Regions from separate parts of the Rattus norvegicus genome. Here region 2 is linked to region 1. A link is a contact called in public Hi-C data. All regions are on one chromosome and are shown on one strand. Each heading gives the region's core, a stretch centred on a gene start, on an enhancer-like site or on the middle of the called end of the contact. The rest is flanking DNA. Distances are from core to core; before and after follow the strand shown. Region 1 holds the start of Lingo1 (leucine rich repeat and Ig domain containing 1). Region 2 has its middle 54 kb from the start of Lingo1.

Region 1 (2,634 bases), core at 47-2,546:
TGTGGCCCAAGAACAGTCTGGGTCTCGATATAAAGGTCTTATTCTTTGGAGTCATCTGAAATGTGGTAACCACCAAACTCAGTATTTATTTTAGGGAGTTAGATGGTAAATAGCTGAGCCCAGACTAAGGGTCTATACTCCCCTCTGCTGGTCACTTAGTAGAGTGTCATGGTCCGGAGCCTTCCAGGTAGACCTGCTGCCCTCTGCTGGACAGGAAACCCTACGGGGTGGAGACTAGGATGCTAAAGCAATTCTAGACCTGGCCCCCGGGTAGACCCACTTAGCCAGCTCGGCCTCCACATCCCCTTCCTGTGCGTCCCAGCGGCCGGCCTCGCCCTAAGATCCCTAGGAAGTGGTGGTGGTGGTGGTGGTGTCTTGTGGGGAGTGGGGGAGTGTCCTGGACAATTCGAGAGGAGGGGTCAAGACCTGACCCTCCTCAAGCCGTCCTCTAAACAACCGTGGCCAGGTGGGGGTCCCTGTCTGTCCACGTGCGTGTGTCGGTCCACATGGCAGTGTGCAGTGACCCCAGTTAACACGTGTGAACACACGCGCTCACATGCACACGCATGTGGCCAGAGACAAATCACACGCCAATAGGTGCACGCACTCTGGGAAGACCGCGGGCTGGGCTGGCTTAAGACTTGCTGGAGCCTGGGACCCAGAGGGGCCCTGCGTGGTGCAGGGCGGGAGCGCGGGGGCGCCGGCCCGGGAGCGTTCTTCGTCTGTGCCCCGCTGCCACTCTCGCTGCCCCCTGGGCTCTGGGCAGCTGCCGGGACGCTCCTCGATCTTCGCCTGGTTCTCTGAAAGAAGGACCCCCACCCAGGTTTTGCGGCCGCGCCTTCTCTCTCCTCCCCCGCCCCGCTCCAGAGCTCGCTCACTAGCTCCCTCCCTCCCTCCCTCTGTCCCTCCTCCCTCCCTGGCTCGCTGCTCGCTCCTCTCGCTCCCTCCCCACGCCGCGGCAGAGCGCGGAGCCCGAGCGGGAGCCGGCGCGGGAGCCGGAGCGGGCGGCTGCTCAGGAGGCGGCCGGACCTGGACCGGTCCCGGTCCCGGAGCGCGCGGAGTCCCCACCCGCGCCGCTCGGGCCCCTCTCCCGACGCGGGGCTCAGAGCAGCATGCGCAGCAGCTGTCCACCGGCCCCAGCCCTGGCCCCGGCACCGCTGCGGAGAACGCCCGGCCTCGACCCCGGCCCCAGCGGTAGAGGCGGTGGCGGCCGCTCCCGGCCGGCCCGAGGGACAGAACCAGGCTCCGGGAGCCCGCGACAGGCGTCCTGAGAGCTACGGTTTCTCAGCCCGCCGCGGCCGCGGCCTCAGCCTCCGCCCCCGACTCCTGAGCTCCTGCCCTAGGGCCGGCTGGGCTCCCGCCCGCGTGGGACAGACAGACGGAAAGCCAGCCCTGCGAGGGCGCGCGGACCGGGCGGAGGTGTTGTAGGAGGAGACGGAGGAGGGGGGCTGGGCTGGGGCTGGGGCCGCGCCGGCAAGAGAGACATGCGATTGGTGACCAAGCCGAGCGGACGGACAGCGCGCCCGAGATGCAGGTGAGCCCCTTCGCCTTGGCCGAGCCCGAGTCGGCAGCCCTGCGGCGAGTGCCTCTGGGAGCTGCTGTCGGCCCAGGCTTCACCCTCCTGGGGCTATGTAGGACACCTTGTACCACCCAGACCCCCTTTGGGGTCGCAGGCCTGACCCTCAAGTTTCAAATGATTTTCCCATTTCCCTTCCGCCGGTCCTAACAGATCCCAGGTTGGCAAGCTGGGACCCGTGGTCATCCCTACCATTCTTTTCCATTCCTGCCCTGGTGCCCCCTAAATCATTCTCCCACTCTGGGCAATGGTCACCTAAGAGGATACGTTCTCTGAGCCCTGGGTGAGTCTCCTTCGGTGGACCAGAGACCACCCCCCCGCTTGGGGACACGGCTAGCAAACAGTTTCTCCCCAAGCTCCTGCTCGGATTGCCCCTCTCTCCACAAGAGCCTTGTCAGCCTCTTTCTGGCTCCTTTCTCGCTCCTCCTGGGTGAAAGGGAGGTGGAGGGCGGAAGAAAAGGGAGGGGGGGAGTCCAGTTGAGGAAGACCCAGGAACCTTCGGGGCTCCCCTTTGTCTGCGTTCAGCCCGGCTTCTCACCTCCTCCTGCCCCACTTTTCATACCGAGGGAAATGGGTGGGAAGTGGGAGCCTGCTGAGAAGGGGGAGGTGAGGAAGGAGCCTCTTGTGTATGTCCCCCAAACACACCCTATTCGGGTGGGTTTTGGGCTTCCTGCCCTCTAAGACAACCAGATGTTTCTTTCTGGGTGGGTCCCACTTTGAAGAGGGGTGGGGCCAGGTAGGTGGGCAGTCCCCTGAGGTCTCTTATTGCTGGGGTCCCTGACCAGCCCCTGACCAGCTCTTGTTGTGGCTGCACCTCCCCTTTGTTCTCAAATGCCCTGTGGTGGGTGGGTGCAGTGGCGACTGGGGCACATGGAAGATGGGAACAGCTCTGCCCTGGTGGGTGGGAGTGCAAGAGGCTGCGGTGGGGGCAGGACCATCTGGGCCAGCCCCTTTCTGCCAGCCCAGCCTTTCCTCAGTCCTTGGCTGGGCTTGGACAGCCAGAGGGCGCCCAGCTCTCCTGGTTCCCGGCTCTGGGCTCAGCCCTGCTGGCCATTATG
Region 2 (2,634 bases), core at 65-2,564, 54 kb before region 1:
GGCTGATCACATGACTCCAAGAACTCTAAGCTATCAGGTAATTCATACAGGCTCCACTTTGAGTCTGGTTCTTGGAGTTACTCATAGGAACTACCCCGGTTCTAGAAACTCTTCTGTCTACTTTGCCCATTTATATAGCAGGAGGAGGGATTTGAGCAGGGATCTCTGCCCTCCCTACTGGCCCTCCTGGGCTGGGTTTACCTTCAAAGCTCCCTCTGACTCTGTCAATCTTGTTTCTGGCAGGATCTGCCAGTGCCAAGAGAGCCTTTATAGAGCCAGTCTGACTCCCCTCCACTTAAAGCCACTCCTCATGAGAGCCATTCACTCGCAGACTTGGAATTGACTGTTTAACCACTGAGCTTCCTGTTTAACCACTGAGCTTCCTGTTTAACCACTGAGCTTCCTGGCCTCTAGGTTTCTGTTTTGTCCATGAGGAAGTCACACAAGGTCTTGCTTGTGTGTGTGTGTGTGTGTGTGTGTGTGTGTGTGTGTGTGTGTGTGTGTGTGTGTGTTCTGGAGTCCCTGTCATGATTTGGTATACACCTATCCCTGTGAAACTGGAGCAAACTTCACAGACTCCTCCAGCCTGCCTGTCTTTTCAGTGTTCTGCATAGCATTTCTAGAACTTTTTAGAACAGCTTGGAAGCTAACTAGCTCAGACCCAGTTGGCCTTCTAGCCCTCTGCAGGGAGCCACAGGAGCTGGATGTTGACAGTTATAGATGCCAGTCCTTGATGTCTCTCTTCCAAAGACTGTCCGTCCAACTTTTGGTGGAGTGTGTGTGTAGACAGGGAATGGAGTCTTCAGAAATGAGATGACCAACCCAGACCGCACATCTAGCAAGGGCAGGGCAGGGCAGGTAGGAACTCCAATCTAGGATGTTTCAGGACCCAACTCAAAGTTCTACCCCATACTGCCCCTGCCCTCAGCCCCACACTATTCCGAATCACTCCTGCCTATCCCTTCTCCCAGGCTCAGCCAGAGTCATCTTGAGCAGGCCCCTGCTGGGGCTCCTCTTAGCCACCCATCTGGTCCTGTCTGAGGGCTGGCTTGTCTCCTGTCAGTCTGAGGGTGAGGCCCACTATGCCTTTTCCTGTGTTCCCTGCACAGGATGAAGGAGCAGAAAAGGGGTTCGGGAAGGAAGATGCGCCCCCAGGGGCTGAGACTCAGGAGGGGTAGGCGGCTCCATGGGTGTCGCATCTGCTTCTTATTTTTCAGAGTTATTTTAAGCCAGTGGTCTGGTTGTAAGAGCAGCACGAGTCTGTGGATGTGGCTCTGGACTCTCCCTCTTCCTCTTGTCTCCTTACCCCGCCTCCTCATCCCAGGCATCAGACAACTGCTGTTGGTGCTGCTGGGGCGGGCATCCTCCCCCACAAGCTCTCCAGTCTTCTCCCCTCCTCCTTGGGTGACTGTGACAGCCAGCCCACTGCCCCCCCCCACTCTGGGGGGAGCAGCCTAAGGCTCCAATTGGCAGCTTGAGAGGACTTTTAACAATGAAAAAAAAACCCATCATTGCTTTTATCTGGTTAAAGCCCTCCAGTGGCTTTTCTTGTAGTTGGGATCAGAGCCAAAGCCCCCATCTTGGCCTTCAGTGCCTCAGGCTCCTCGAAGCCTCATTTCCTGAGGCTTGGGTTCAATTGTGTGCCCCTTCAGGAAGACCTCTCCTGACCCTCTGACTACAGCACCCCCAGTTCTGCTTCTGTTCCCTCCTCTGGGGCTGGATTTTAGGGTTGCCACTGAGCTGGTCACTCTTAGGAAGTGTCTTGTTTCTCTGCTTATCACCTGGCTTTGTGACAAGGCCAGACTCCTCTATCTCGTGCCCTCACACCCCCATGCATTGCTGGTACCTATGGCCCACCCAGCACTTAGGACTTCCTTAAAAGCATTTTGTGAATGAACAAGTAGGAACAGATGAAGTCACGAGCAGATGATGAAGCTAGTTACACTGGCAGTTGATGACGTGCGCGCGCACGCGTGTGTGTGTGTGTGTGTGTGTGTGTGTGTGTGTGTGTGTGTGTGTGTGTGTAAAATCATTTGCCCTTTTAACCACAGGCTTGGGAGGCCCTGGCCTGAAGCTCTGCGTGTGTAGGATGCTCACAGGTGTGTGTGGGGGCATCATTTCCTGGTCAGTCATGTGGGGTCTTTCACCTCTTAGGCCTTTATGACTCCACCTGTGGGCTGATGCTATCTGCCTGGCAGCCATGGCCTCTGAGGTCATCTATGCCAGCACTGGTGGGGAGGGAGTGAGTCAGGAGTGCATGGCAGCTCACCTTGGTATTCTGCTCCTGGAGTGTAGGCCCGGGCCAAGAGAGCCGCTGGGAGAGCTGCCTGGATCTCACTACTGGGAGACAGACTGCATTCACAGTCAAGGTCCCTAGACACAGTGACAGCTTCAATGGGATACATTTTCATCTTTGTGGATGGCCTTGTGTTTGAAGAACTTTCTTTGATACGTTTATTTCTCGAATCCCTGGCTCTCGATTGCTATGCATTATTTTCCATGAAATAAAAGTAAGAAAACAAAAAAGTCCCACTCCACCTCAATTACATCAGGCCAAGGTGGCTCCTGTCTCATTCCCTGGGCTTTTCCTGTGAAGACAATTGGTAGGATGTGGCCCATGTGGCTCTTGACTTT

The links. A called contact is a pair of places that touch in the nucleus more often than the background predicts.
Region 2: a Hi-C map of prefrontal cortex shows a contact between it and region 1, with 2.8 times the contacts expected there. The contact joins the enhancer-like site here to the promoter of Lingo1 in region 1. A contact is called at or near these places in 4 of 12 Hi-C or Micro-C datasets (frontal cortex, liver, prefrontal cortex and 1 more).

Annotation. Positions count from the first base shown.
Region 1 is chr8:65,922,828-65,925,461 of GRCr8, reverse strand. Lingo1 (leucine rich repeat and Ig domain containing 1) reads left to right here and starts at 1,296. Exons shown (of 2, transcript NM_001100722.1): 1 at 1,296-1,534. The coding sequence starts at 1,529.
Region 2 is chr8:65,976,696-65,979,329 of GRCr8, reverse strand. It overlaps a transcript of Lingo1 not described here. Among named protein-coding and RNA genes, the nearest start is that of Lingo1, 54 kb to the right of the region's middle. Within about 2 kb of position 1,314, at least 23 of the 93 cell types and tissues checked have an H3K27ac peak or open chromatin away from gene starts, as enhancers often do. A contact at or near this core is called in prefrontal cortex, where this site is marked.